Regions from separate parts of the Mus musculus genome. Here region 1 is linked to region 2. The links are chromatin contacts, called in public promoter capture Hi-C maps. All regions are on one chromosome and are shown on one strand. The core of a region is the stretch at or near the end of the contact, and the rest is flanking DNA. Distances in the headings are between cores, read along the strand shown.

The links. Promoter capture Hi-C pulls out the DNA fragments that hold promoters and counts their contacts.
Region 1: a promoter capture Hi-C map of frontonasal cranial neural crest shows a contact between it and region 2. The contact joins the promoter of Ccdc148 here to the promoter of Arl6ip6 in region 2.

The regions. Positions count from the first base shown.
Region 1 is chr2:59,156,031-59,163,186 of GRCm38.p6, reverse strand. It overlaps Ccdc148 (coiled-coil domain containing 148), which reads left to right and starts at 2,504. Exons shown (of 15, transcript NM_001372501.1): 1 at 2,504-2,840. Pkp4 (plakophilin 4) reads right to left here and starts at 2,337. Exons shown (of 22, transcript NM_026361.2): 1 at 2,059-2,337.
Region 2 is chr2:53,189,028-53,195,871 of GRCm38.p6, reverse strand. It overlaps Arl6ip6 (ADP-ribosylation factor-like 6 interacting protein 6), which reads right to left and starts at 3,788. Exons shown (of 4, transcript NM_022989.4): 1 at 3,350-3,788; 2 at 1,535-1,588. The coding sequence starts at 3,749. Prpf40a (pre-mRNA processing factor 40A) reads left to right here and starts at 4,618. Exons shown (of 26, transcript NM_018785.3): 1 at 4,618-4,849; 2 at 5,772-5,903. The coding sequence starts at 4,640.

The DNA of each region.
Region 1 (7,156 bases), core at 1,255-3,754, 6.0 Mb before region 2:
CCTATCATTTCTTCTCCCTTGGGTCTTAACTAAAATGCCTGCAGACTTTTCAATGCCCTTGATGCATGCAAAGTAGGGGTCAGAAGACAGGTGACTGGTTGAACTACTGGCTTATTTTCCTGAATCTGAGGGAAAATAACCAAATGCAGAAGGTTGTCTAGTGCCAGCAACCTTCAAAGCAGACTGTGGAATGGAAGCACACACCGTATGCCTTCAGCCAGAAACACTTCCTCCAGACATTGTTCTTGCTTTCACCATACCATTTCCCACAACTGTTTCTTAGGTATCAGAAATGCTCCATGGGATATACTCCATTTAAAAAGAGACAATTTCTTCTACTTTCTCAAAAGCAAAAACCTAACCCTGGTTCTGGGAGAGCATCTGTCAAAATTTTGCTTTTCTGTATTAATTTAGGAAAGAAAGAAAGAAAGAAAGAAAGAAAGAAAGAAAGGAAGGAAGGAAGAAAGGAAGGAAATGTATACTAGTCGTTACCAATTTTATACATATTTACCAATCTTTATAAGTTGTAGGACTGTGCTTTTTATTCAGTTAAACTGAGTGACAAAGAAAGAAATGGCGCTTTCCACTAATAAATTACATATTGAAATATACATGACTGTGATGTCCCCGGGTTACTTGCAGTGGTAACTTACACGCCCCGAATTTAACTGTACCAGACAGTTCTATCTGTCCCATCGCTGGCCAAACACTGCTGCTCTGTTACTATTCATTATGTATTATACGAGGCCTAAACACAGCCCAGTATGACGATGGAAAATATTCCGATCCTCATGACAGCAGTGATGCATTCAAGATCTCTTGCAATACACCCCGGACCTGGAGCACTAAAAGACATTTTCTGATACAGCTAAAAGATGTTGGCTGCAAGCTTACTCAAGAACATTCGGCCCTGTCTCTGCTGGTATTCAGAAAACCCTGGTTAAAAAAAAAAAAAAAAAAAAAAACCACGCACTATCCAAATCTTGCAAAAGCAAACTTGCCAAGAGCCTTCTGCAACGATCAATAATAACCTTGGGTACACTGACACCTAAATTCACGGTCCTGGAGACCAATGCAGCAAAAAATCCAGAACCATAGGCTGGAGCCCCAAGAAAACTACCGCGCTTCCCTCTCCACCGCCCTCTGCCGCAGGGAGAGAAGCGGAGGCAGGAGAGTGAACGAGGCTTACCAGCTCTGAAGATGCGCCGTGACCTCTGGCTACGCGGCGAGATCAGGGCCGGGAAGGCGCTAGTGCGGCCGCGGCCCGTGCGGACTCTGTCCCTGGTGCATTCCTTGCATTCCAGCACAATCTGTCGCCAGCCTACAAGCTGGCAGCGCGCGTCGCCCGTTGGACGCACACACCTGCCTATCGCGGCGCCCGGAGCAACCGCGGCGCCTCCGCTGCCCGCGCTCGCCGGGTGTCGCACTCAGTCACTATGCCGCCAAAACCCGGTCCCGCCGCTCGCCCTCTCGTTTCCCAAGGAGTAAGAGGGGACAGGGACCCACGACCCTCCGTTGGGTGCAGCTGCTCGCTCTAACTCCTGGCAGCGCGAGGAGGCAGTGCGGCGCGGGAGGGCAGCCTGGAGCCTTAAGGCTGGGGCGCCCGCTAGGGAGGAGCGTGCGGTTTGCAGCTGCAAGCTGGGAGCCCTGGACCCTCCGGGCGGTCGTCACGGGCACCAGCGCTGCTCTGGGGGCCCGGGCGACACGCCGGGCGAGCGTGGGAGGCACGGCTGGCGGTTGCTTCGGTGGAGCGAGGGACGGACACACAGACGGCCGGTCCCGGGCACGACGGCGCGCGGGAGCCTCGGGGCTCAAGTTCGAGAAGCGGTGGCGCGGTGCGGGAGGAAAAGCGGCCGCGCCGAGCTGTGCGGGGCAAAGTTGTGCGCCGCCGGGGGGAGGGGAGAGGCGGGCGGGATGGCGGAGCACGCGGCGGGGACCGAGAGATCCGAGCCAGGGAGCCGCGGGGGGCGCCTGGCCGCCGCCAGGTCCCGGCTCGACGCGCTCTGGGCAGCTAGCACCCCAGAGCCCCGAGCCCTCCCGCCAGCCCCGCGCACTTACTTTCCAGCTCAGGCGGAGGCCGTCGTCGCTCCAGGGACCAGGGACATCCACGCCGAAGGGTCGCCGCTGCGGCACCGGAGCAAACTGGCCGAAGTGCGGCAGCCTCGCCGCTGCCCTCCCCTCCCTCCCCTCCCGCCCCCTCCCCCGAAGAGGCTCTCCCACCACCCCGGTGGCGGCGGCAGCTCGCCTCTACCCCGTGCCCATAGTGCCGCCGCCGCGGCCGGCGTCCACGCGCACTCAGCCCCGGAGCCCTCTAGACTGCTCAGAGGCCGCCGCCCCGCCGCCAGCCCGCCCGCCCGCCCGGCCAGTCCCGGCACCCGGGAACGTCAGCACGCTGCCGTCCCCAGACAGGCTCCGCGCCCGCCCCATTGGGCGGAAGGAGAGGGCCGGCCCTCCCCATTGGCCCGGCCCTCATATTGAACGAGCCAATGGGAGCTGCGGTTTCAGGTCGCCATGGAGACCGATGCTGTTAAGAGCTAGAGGGCCAGGAGAAGGTGGGGAGTGAAGATGAAGGTGTCTGTAGCCTCCGGCGCGGGAGGGGGTGGGGGGAAGGAGTATTAGGGGATTCCCGGGAGAGGGCTCTGAAATCGGGCGGGTCTTGCTTTTGAGTATTGCCAAGACTCTGCATGGTAGGGCTTGTCCCCAGCGTCAAAGGCAGAAACAACTGAGCCCCCGGACTTCTACTTTACATTGAAAGCTCAGGAGTGGGCGTTTCATTTTTCCTGCATCTGGGGAGCATGCGAGGCTATATGCATTTTGACCTTTGAGATCTGTGCAGCCCGGTGAGTTTCCACTCCATTCCTTAAATCTCTGCTTCTTCCTGACGTCACAGGGTCACTTGAATTCTTTCTCCAACCACTCCCCCTTCCCTGAGTCTACATTTCCTCTGATTTTTGGTTCTTCCAGCCTATAACCCCTCCCAACGAAAACAGGATTTCTTGCACGTGGTATTTTGGTAAGGAAACTGAGTGGGGTTGTACTAAAGGACCAGCCCGCAACAGAATGAGTTCTCTGCTTCCCAAAACAGCAAGTCTGATCTCTCCTCCGCCCCTCCCTCTTGGACTATGTGCTTTCTGTGCTGAGCTTGGCAGGTGCATGCTCTTCCCAGTTTGTCTGAGGCTGGAGAAGTGCCAGAATTCATCCCAATGATTTCTCAAAAAGAAAAAAATAGATTACAAATGATGGATTTTTGCTTTCTGGCAGTTTTCCAGATTAATACTAAAATCGGTAAGGAAATGATGAATTGGGACAGGGGAGCATTCGCACCCAAATCTTGACCTTTAATAATGAGTGCTCTACTTTCATTTTAAATCATTTTGTGCTAGTTTGCTCGTGCTAATTATTTTTGATGAGTGATGTTCATAATTAGATGGTAGCTATTAATCTGGAACTTTTACACATGATATTGCTTCATAACATATTTTAAAAATAGTACCACTCTAGCATATAGCCACCGATGTATTCATGTTTCTTCTTTTGGTGGCTTTGTTATTTTCATAATATCCTCTTTAGTAAAAAGAAAAAAATATTATACTATCTCCCTTCACAATAAGGGATATTAATTTTCCTTGTTATATTTTGTGGGGAAAGCTGATAGGAATTTTACATTACAAATATTTTGTTGTGAGAAGCAGATTATTGTGTATGCAAGCTCTATATATCTAATTTACATTCTGAATTTTAATTGGGTGGCATGTTTTGGCTTTTATGCTATAAAATATAGCCTAAGAAATGTTAATATGGCAACTTGCTTGGAAAATGAATCTCCTTGGTACTTATTGTAAACTTGATTTTAATTGACAGTTCCGTGCAGGATTGGACTGTAGAACAAAATGCATGAGCATGTGGATGTACCACTTAAATATTTTAGAAGCAAACATTAAGGTTGGAGGAAAAGATATCTCATGGCTTGTCATTAGGAAAATTGCCTGCTTTTGAGTTTTTCTTGTGTTTGTTGTTGTTTTCTTGCTATTGTGTGTTTGTTCATCGAATGGAAAAAGTTAAAATGAAAAGATAAGTAAGATATTTTAAATGTATAGTCAAGATACCAATAATTTGTTTGTTCTTAATTTAAGTAATACTAAATGAATGTAATATTTGCCTACTCAAAGGAGAAAATGGGTCTCTTTTTTTCGTCCTTCATAGAAGGAAGGGGGAAAAAAAACAATTTTGGTTTTACTCTAAAAATTATTTTCTTTTGTATCTTTCTCAAAACGCATATCTGTCAAATAATTTTCTATTGTTTTTATATGTGCAACCTACATGTCATTTCCATTGTCAGTGAATAAAATGTTGCTGAAACCCATCAAGAATAATGGATGTCCCCTAACTCATTTGTCATTCAGTATTACTTTTTACATTTAGTGGAGAAATGTTTTTCTTAACTTCTCCTAGAGAGCCCCTCCCACATCTGCCTCGTTTCTGATGTCAAGTCTGTCTTCCTGAGGATCCCTCCACTTTGCAGGAGATCTTAAGATTCTGGGAATCTGATGAGAGGCCCTGGGTCCTGGCCCTCTTATCTGCTCAACTCCCACTGTGCAACCAAGCGCACAACAGTACTCTCACCAACAGGACTTTTCTCTGTTGCTTATACTTTCTCAGGGTGCCTTTTATATGCTCTCCCCCCCCCCCCCCGAGCTTCTCCCGTAGGCTCCCAAATATCTGGTTTTTTCTGCTTAGCCTCCCTCTTTATATGCTGGCCTTTCCTTTCCCAGAAGCAGTGTACAGGAAGAACTCTGCTTTTTCATACCTGTTGCTTTGACCCTGAGTACAACTGAAATTGTTCCAAAGGTCACACCCTCTGCCCACAGAATCTCAGCTGGCTTTGCCAACTGAGTTCTCTCACCTAACAGTGTCCTTTGGACCAGGAGTAGGTTACATGCCTATAATTGCAGCACTTGGGAGGCAGAGGCTCTAGCTCAGAAGTTCATCCTTCACTTTTTTACACATAGTAAGTTTCAGGACAGCCTTGGCTTCATGAAACCCTCACTCAAACAAACAAATGAAAACCAAGTTTTTAACTTGGCAGTATTTGGAATTACTTGGGAAGGTAGGGTTTTTTTAAAAATATATATATATATATATAAACAGAAGAGACTATTTAAATACGAATAAATGTATCCACTATAAGACATTCACAGAGACTTATCACATTTAAAATGAGAAATATTAGTCAAACAAACTTACCAGTGTTATAGCATCAGTAAGCAAGAAATCATGGCTACCTCTGACATGCTGATTGTAGAACTTAATTATTTTTCGACATTTTACTATTTAATCATTTTCTTAAGTAATTATTTAATTAATAAACAATTTATTTTATTAATAGTATTTCATATCAATTTTATATATAACTAACATGTATACAATACATAAAATATGTAAATATATTATCTATTAAAATATTTGACAAAATTAATTTAATAATTTAATTATTAAATTTAAATGTATTTTCATTATGTTCTTTTCCTCCTTCAAGTTATCCCAGATTTTCTTTCCCTCCATACTCACCCAACTTTAATTTCTTTCTCAAACATAAACAAAAACAAAATGCAGAACTCTCCCAAACCAAGAAGATGAACTCCCCTCCCCACCAAAAAAACACAGCACCAAAACTCTAACCGAATAAAAGCATTCATAAAAAAGAAAGAGAGAAAGAAAAGAAAAGAAAAAAGAAAAAAACTACTGTGGAGTTCATCATATACTAGTCAACTACTCCTGAACACGAGAGCTTCCTTGGCAGAACTGACACTCTAATGGAGTATTACTCCATTAGAGAAAACTGATTTTCCCTCTCCCAGCAGGTACAACTGACAGTTAGGTTGTTAACCTTTATTCTATTGGCTAGGTTTTCATTCGTTCATTCATTTTTTTAGTATAACAAACTTAAATATAACAAGATGAAAACTATCACATTGAAGTTGGACAAGGCAAACCAACAAATGAAAAGAGCCCTAGAGAAGGCACAGGAACCAGAGGCCCACTTGTTTGTACGCTCAGGAATCCCATAAAAACATAGTTGTCCTAGTTGGAAGTCAGCCTCCTGTAAGGACGTGGTAAGAGCTACCTTGAAAGTAGGGCTGTACTATCTCCGGGGCTGGGCCCTACACTAAATGAAGCGGGTGGCGGTGACAAGCTCTCCTCCTTGACTGGACGTCCTATCTGCTCTCTGGGGCACCTGCTTCTGTCACTTCCCATATTTGAACTATAACCTGAAACCATGAGTCAGGACAACCCCCTTTCCCCTCAGTTGCTCTTGTAGGGTATTTTATAACAGCAATAGGAAAGAAGCGGAGACACCCCCAATCCCACGCTCTCCTAGAGGAGACAAACCTTTGCCAGCCAACCAGAGGAGCCACTGAAGTGCAAATGGCCTATTTGAGCAGAGAGTATGTGCACTCTCTTTCTAGATCTGGCTGCTGGGTAGCTGTGGTGGGAGGAGGGGCATCTGCTTAAGCTGATGGCTGACAGCTGACAAGGTTTAAAAAGAATGAAGACTTTGGGCAACTTGACTTCAGGATCAGAAGAAAACAGCAGAACTCCAAGGAACTTTACTGTACCATTGGTGAAAAGAAGTTGACCCAAACCTTTCAAGGACTAATAAGACTGCAAGAACTTTTACAGTGTTCACCATTTTCCTATTAGCTCATGACAGTCAGTGAAAAAAAAAAAATCCTTTTTGAAATGTACCATAGAAAGGAAGCAATAGAGAATACTGCTCTTTGATACCTCTACAGCAGGTAGTGACAGCAAAACTTCTGAGAATACACACCAGTGCCTGCAGCTTTTGTGATTGAAGAGGGAGGTTTAAACAAGCACCAGGTGGGGAATAAGGTAATGGCAGCAGAGGCTGAACCTGGGGACCATGGCCAGGACTCAAAAGTAGTTCAGCTCCATTGTGTAGATACAGAACATTTTCATTATCCATTCTTCAGCTGAGAGATAGCTAGGCTGTTTCCAGTTTCTGGCTATTATGAATAAAGCTGCTATGGACATAGTTGGGCAAGCATCTTTGTGGGATGGTGGAGCATTTTGGGGGCCAGTGATGTTCTGTTCAGGAACTTGCCTCCTGTGCAGGGTTATTTCCTACTTTCTCTTC
Region 2 (6,844 bases), core at 2,539-5,038:
CAGCACCTAGTTCAAGTATTTAAAAGTGGTTTTCAACCCACGGTCCTTTGAGTACCTGCATAAGAACTACTCATAAAAGCAAATATCCTTGGACCCAACCTTGGGCTGAATCGTAATTTAAAAGCACTTAAACAAAATAAAAGCAAGTCACCAGACTGATAATTACCCACGTCAAAATGAGAAATGTTAACGTAGCTACATTCCTACCTTACTGAGACTTACCCCAGCCCTACATCAGTATTCAAAAATATTTGCAGGGGTCAAAATTTTTATGTCTATAGAAAGAGAACCCTTTTTATGGTTGAGTACTTTCTGTGCTCTTGTTATTTTTTTCTACAAAATAAAATCAACCTACTATCAAAATATTGAGGCAGTTTTATGATAAACTTTAAATGTATCTCATTGAAATATTAATGTAACAGATCTAATAGCATTATGCCAAAAGACTAGTAATAAATTGTCTAGTAAATAATACAAAATGATAAAACATTATCACAGAAAAAGGGTATATGTGGTGGTTTAAAAGAAAGTGCTCCCCCCCACCACCTCCCCTCATAGGTAGTGGCACTATTAGGAGGTGTGTCCTTGTTAGAGGAAATGTGTCACTAGGAGTGGGTTTGAGGTTCAGATGCTATAGCCAGGCCAGTGCCTCACTGTTCCAGCTGCCTGCTGACCCAGATGTAGAACTCTCAGCACCACATTTTCCTGTATGCCGCCATGCTTCCCGCCGTGATGATAAAGAACTAAAAAATCCTCTGAATTGTAAGCCTGCCCCCAATTCAATGTTTTCCTACATAAAAGCTGTCATGGTCATGCTGTCTCTAAGTGATACTGACAGCATTTATTCTCCACTAGATTAGAGGCTCATAGAGGGTTCTGTCTTGGCAGTTAGTTCTGTTGTAAAAATAGCTGTTTTCCTCATTCTGAATTTTAATAGTAAAATATATCACTAGATAAAATTCTAAACTCTTCAAAATTATCTACGAGAGAGACAGACACCATCAATAATCCTCTTCAGTAGCTATAAACTACATAATGTATGATATTTTGGACAATGGAAACTTAACTGACTCAACTAGACATTAATGGCAAATAATTCTTATTTTAAAATTTGTATCTCAAGACAAACTGCGTACAAATACATGTGGACATTCTTCTGAAGTCTGTTTCGGATACTATTTATATTGGCTAAGTTTGTGAGCAAGTTTCTAGTTTTAAATTCCTGAAGTAGTATAAGGAGCTTCTTCCAAAACACAATTAGAAACTACTTCAAGGAACTAGTGGACCAATGTCATGCAAAGTTACGTTGAATACTGTATACATGCATTAGTGGCCCATTATAAAATTATGAAAATTATCTAAATGTATACCTAAAAAGGAAATCTAGTAACATTTACCACAAACATATAAATAACACTACAGAACCAGCTACACATGACATATGTAAAATATTTATCCCAAAGCCTCTATAACTTAAGCTTAATTTGGGAAAACTAAAATAAGCGATTGGATGAATAAAATGATCAGTTCATACCTAACAGCCCAGTATGTATATCATCTTCATTTTTCAAGTTTTCTGCATGCAATTCTGTAAATACAAAGAGGTTTAGGTAGAAGAGTAGTTAGTGTTCCTTCATGACATGAATATCCAAAGGCATTTTGAAGACACTGTTCAATGTCAAAAGGACCCTAAAGTCAGAGCTAGGTTAAATTTCTGATTTACTACCTTCATGCAAATAGCTCTACAAGAGTCAAGTGCAATAAACACGAGACTAGTGTTTATCTCCTGGATGTGTTGAAGAAAATTTGTACAAAAGAAACTTCAGGGCATAACAGAATTTGACTTCAGTTCCTCACTCCATTCTCCAAAATGCCACTGTCCTCTGCAATGAACGTCTACTCATGGGTATATACCTTTATGTTACAAAAGAAAAATAAACTACGTGAATAACAAATCTATCATGGCTGAAGTGGGAAAAAAAACTGTTGAAGGGCCACCTGCATCCCATTAGGGAATGGGAGGAAATAAAGCAAAACTGAACTGGAGATTTAATTTTAATTAGTAAAGGCAACACAAGAATGAGTGTTGAATCCTTTTAATACAAAATAGTTTTCATGTTTCTATTTCTCAAGAATTGGCAAAGTCAGCACTAACTGAATTAAAATCTCTTTCTACTACAATAAATACTAAATCATACAACAAATTCAAATGGGGGAAGAGGGTCTTTCTGAGCATTGCTATTTGGACAATATGTCAATTTCTGACACAGTAGAATAGGCTTGTCCTGAAATAACTCTACCTGATTACAAGGGAAAAATAGAAAAACCATTTTTGCCTATAAAAGTAGAAACTTAGCCAAGCCGTGGTGATGTGTCTTTAATCCCAGCACTTGGGAGGCAGAAGCAGGCGGGTTTCTGAACTCAGAAATCAAGGCCATGGCAAATACAGTAGTGGATGCTCACAGTCAGCTATTGGATGGATCACAGGGCTCCCAATGGAGGAGCTAGAGAAAGTACCCAAGGAGCTAATGGGAACTGCAACCCTATAGGTGGAACAGCAATATGAACTAACCAGCACCCCGGAGTTCTTGACTCTAGCTGCATATGTATCAAAAGATGGCCTAGTCGGCCATCATTGGCAAGAGAGGCCCCTTAGTCTTGTAAACTTTATATACCCCAGTACAGGGGAATGCCAGGGCCAAGTAGTGGGAGTGGGTGGGTAGGGGGGCAGGGCGAGAGGGCGGGGGGGGGGGGAGTATAGGGGGCTTTCAGGATAGCATTTAAAATGTAAATGAAGAAAATATCTAATAAAAATTTTTAAAAAAGAATATTAAAAAAAAAAAAGAAAGAAAGAAAGCCAGCCAGTTTGGTCTACAAAGTGAGTTCCAGGACAGCCAGGTCTATACAGAGAAACCCTGTCTCAAAAAAGAAAAAAAGAAAGAAAGAGAGAGAGAGAGAGAAAAGTAGAAACTTGGGATGGGGTGGGGGTGGGGATCCTTGTCCTAGGTTCAGAGAACAGTGCAAACCCAGCATGTCTCTTAACATCAGCCTTAGGACGTACAGCAGTACTTTCTTACACGTACTTTTTTGATCCTTTTAAAAGTAAGGGGCTCTGCTGTTTCAACTCAAAGTGTTCAATGCCTTTACGGCATTAAAGACTGTAGATTTAGCCAAAGATCTTTTCTAAATGGGTCTCATGACGGAGCAAGGACGTCCATCTAGGGAGAGAAGACAAAAGGGACGATAGCAGTCTCGAGGGAACGCTTTGGGAGGAGAGTGTGAATGGGGGCGTGTGATGTACTGGCTGCACTTTACGCTGGACAGCCTTTCAAGGCCTGGGCTTCAATACCTTTAACGATCATGTAGGCGATGGCGAGAAGGAAAGCAAGGAGGACGGCGAACAGCAGCGAACAGAGAATGGAAAGGGCTTGGATGGGCCACCGCCGAGCCTGGGTTCGCTTGGCCGCAGTGGCCGGGAAGATGCCGTTGCGCTTATCCGGCAGGACCGGAGACCCGTCCCCGACCCGGGGGAGTAGCGGGGCCCTCTTGGTCTCCGACGACGCCCTGGCTGAGAACTCTGCCCGCAAGTCGCGGGCCACTTGGTCGCATCCCTCGTCTTCGTCGCCTTCGCCCTCACCCCAGCTGTCCCCCTGAGTGTAGTCGGAATACCCGGGCCGAGTCGCAGGGCCTGGGGTAACCTGACGGCGCCTCCGCGCGCCCGCAAACCTCCAACTCTCCACGAACGACATGGCGGGAAAGACTGAGAGTCCCGCGAAGGTCGGCTGTCCACCACCGCCACGCCCCGCCCCGGCTACAGCCAATCAGAGACGGCCGTCGGCGGACCCAACCACCGCGCGCAGAACCGTAGGGGAGTGCAAGAGCGGGTTACCCGGGGACTCCGCTTCCGGAGGCGCCGTGGGAGCGCGCGCCCATGGCCCGCCGCGACAACACTCTCATTTATTCCACCCTTTCGGGTCCTGTGGGCACGCACCTCTCGAGCCCCATGACCGCAGTTCCGCGCCTTCCTAACCGCCAGTCGCTTCCTCCCTCGGGCGAGAGATCTCTGTCTTTACCGCTCCCCGCCAGATACAGTTCGCGCCTCCGCCCTTCACTATGCCGGGCGCGCGCGCAGCTCTCGAGTTTCTCCCCCCCACCCCCAAAGGCACGACCCCCTCCCCAGGGCAACCGCGCGCGCGCGCACTAGGCCGCTAACGCCGGGTGCCGCTTCCCCCGCCCCACCCCCACCCCACCCCTGGTGGCCTCAGGTTTGTGGGGCGAACGTAACTAGGGCGAGGGGCTGGACGCCACTGCCCCACCCCCCGACGGGGTGCGGTGGCCCGAACCCGGGAATCTGGGTCCCCGCCGTGTCCCCTTTCCTGGGGGAAGTTGGTAGAGTTTCCCCGGCAGAGCACTCGACGCAGAAACTTCCTCCGTCCCCCCTCCCCCCCCCTCCATGCAGGCGACGCCGAGCGAGGCAGGGGGCGAATCGCCGCAGAGCTGCCTGTCGGTCTCGCGCTCTGATTGGACAGTAGGGAAGCCTGTCAGTTTATTGGCCCCGCTGATCCCGCCCCGCAGCTCAGGGCAGCCTTTACCCTTTGGCCCCGGCGGGCGCCAGCCACTCAGATCGCTTCTTGTTGGTATGTGCAGCGGCAGTGGCCGCCGACGGAGCAGTCTGAGCCCGACGATGAGGCCGGGGACTGGAGCCGAGCGTGGAGGCCTCATGGTGAGTGAAATGGAGAGCCAACCTCCCTCGCGGGGTCCCGGGGACGGGGAGCGGAGATTGTCCGGCTCAAACCTGTGCTCCAGTTCTTGGGTCTCTGCTGACGGCTTCCTGAGGAGACGGCCCTCGGTAAGGGATCGGCGGGGTAGGGGAAAGCGGCACAATGAAAAACCGAGTCAGAGAAACAGGAAGCTCTCTCCAAACGGAGAAGAGCATATCAGGAAGAGAGCTGCAGATGGTGGGCTACGTCCCAAGGGGGAGAGATGGAGGGCGGGAACACACAAAGAAATAGGTGGGACCTTGGACTTGCCAGTGGTCTTGGCCTAGGTAGATAGATGCCTTAGGAAGAAGGAAGGTGCTGGGCCCCGGGCGGACTGTGCATCTGAGAGCCCCAGGCTTGACTTACAGTAGGGACACTTAAGTCTGTGGGACTTAAGGAGCGGCTGCTGCGGTCTTATTTCTCCGGGAGTGGTGGTGATTTGCAGGGCTTGGGGGATTCGGTTGGGAGAATTGGCTGCGGATACTTAGTTTCAAGCCAGGAACAATGGAAGTATTATATTTTAAGCTCCCTAAAACGGCATGAATTTGTTAGTGTCTGGGACAGTTTAACTCTATTAAAACATTTGTGAAGTACTCTTGGGTACCCGCACTCTGTTTTAGGTCTTGTCCATATGAATGTAATTTTAAGTAGTATAAGCTGGTTATGTGTATAAAGGTGACGGAAGTTGTGTTCATCGTAATAATTTTTTAAGTTGGAATTCAATACATAGTCACCAAGTCTGACCAGTCATTTAACAGTTTGTTAAGTCATTGGAGAGGGGTTGTAATCCGCTAATGGGTTTAACTTTTCCATTATTTTGTAAATTTTCAGGCCCCATCTAATAATCACTGTAGTGTAATTAAGATTAACTTCAGTATATGCTAATACTGTAATTTAATCACAGTGATTTAATATTGTGCCTTAATTGATGGGTTTTAGTTGTTGTTTTTGAAATGACATTTTAAAGAAGCATTTAACTGTCTCTCACTCTCCCTTTTTATTATTTTTCAGATGGGGCATCCTGGCATGCATTATGCACCAATGGGCATGCACCCTATGGGTCAGAGAGCAAACATGCCTCCTGTACCTCATGGAATGATGCCACAGATGATGCCCCCTATGGGAGGGCCTCCAATGGGACAAGTAAGAAGACGCTTTCCCTTTGGCTTGCTTAGTTTTGTTTGAGTGTGTCGAGATGTATTTAAGATGTAAGTCAGTGGTGTACTTGCAGCCCTTTAAAGGTTAGTTTATATCCACGTAATGTCTTCAAACAAGACAAAACATTACATTGCTCATGTCTGTAACCAAATTTTGAATGTAGTAAGACTGTATGAGAAAAAATTAACTGACTTCCTCAACAAAATTAAGCTTTAAAAAAAATAAGCCGGCTGTGGTGGCGCACGCCTTTGATCCCAGCACTTGGGAGGCAGTGGCAGTTAGATCTCTGAGTTCAAGGCCAGCCTGGATCTATAGACTGAGTTCCAAGACAGAGAAACCCTATCTGGAAAACCAAGCAAATAATTTAAAGTGAGAGTATACATCTAATCTATTTAACTTAGTGACTTTATTTCAGGCATTATAATTATTAATGGTCTAGGAGTAAATATATATCAGAAGATAATCGTGGTGAATGTGTAAAGCCTAGCATCAGAAAAATAGTAGTTACTTGGGGTTTTCATGTAGAATGAATTTTATTCTTGGAGTATCTTCCTCTTGTTTGGGGTGCGGAGGGATTTTCTGCTCTATTACTAATTCTTTCCTGGACAGTGCCAAATAGGTAGCTCATTTTCTACTTAATTTTTGAATGATAATTGCTTCTATACTCCTACTTGTGCGTTGCCCCTTGAATCTCTAGCACAAATCGTAAATGGACGTTTTTTCGTAGGAGTGATTGGATTAAAAGGTTTTAAGATGACTCAGGAACACGGGTAGAATTTCTAGAGAAGTGGTCAAGAAAGACAAGAGCTTGAGGTGCATCAACAGTTCTGTCCTATGCTAGGTTCTATATAATACACTGATTCTTAGGTGGGCTGGGTTATTCCAGTTGAATATCTTGATAAGTCATGAAATTTTTGATTAGCAGA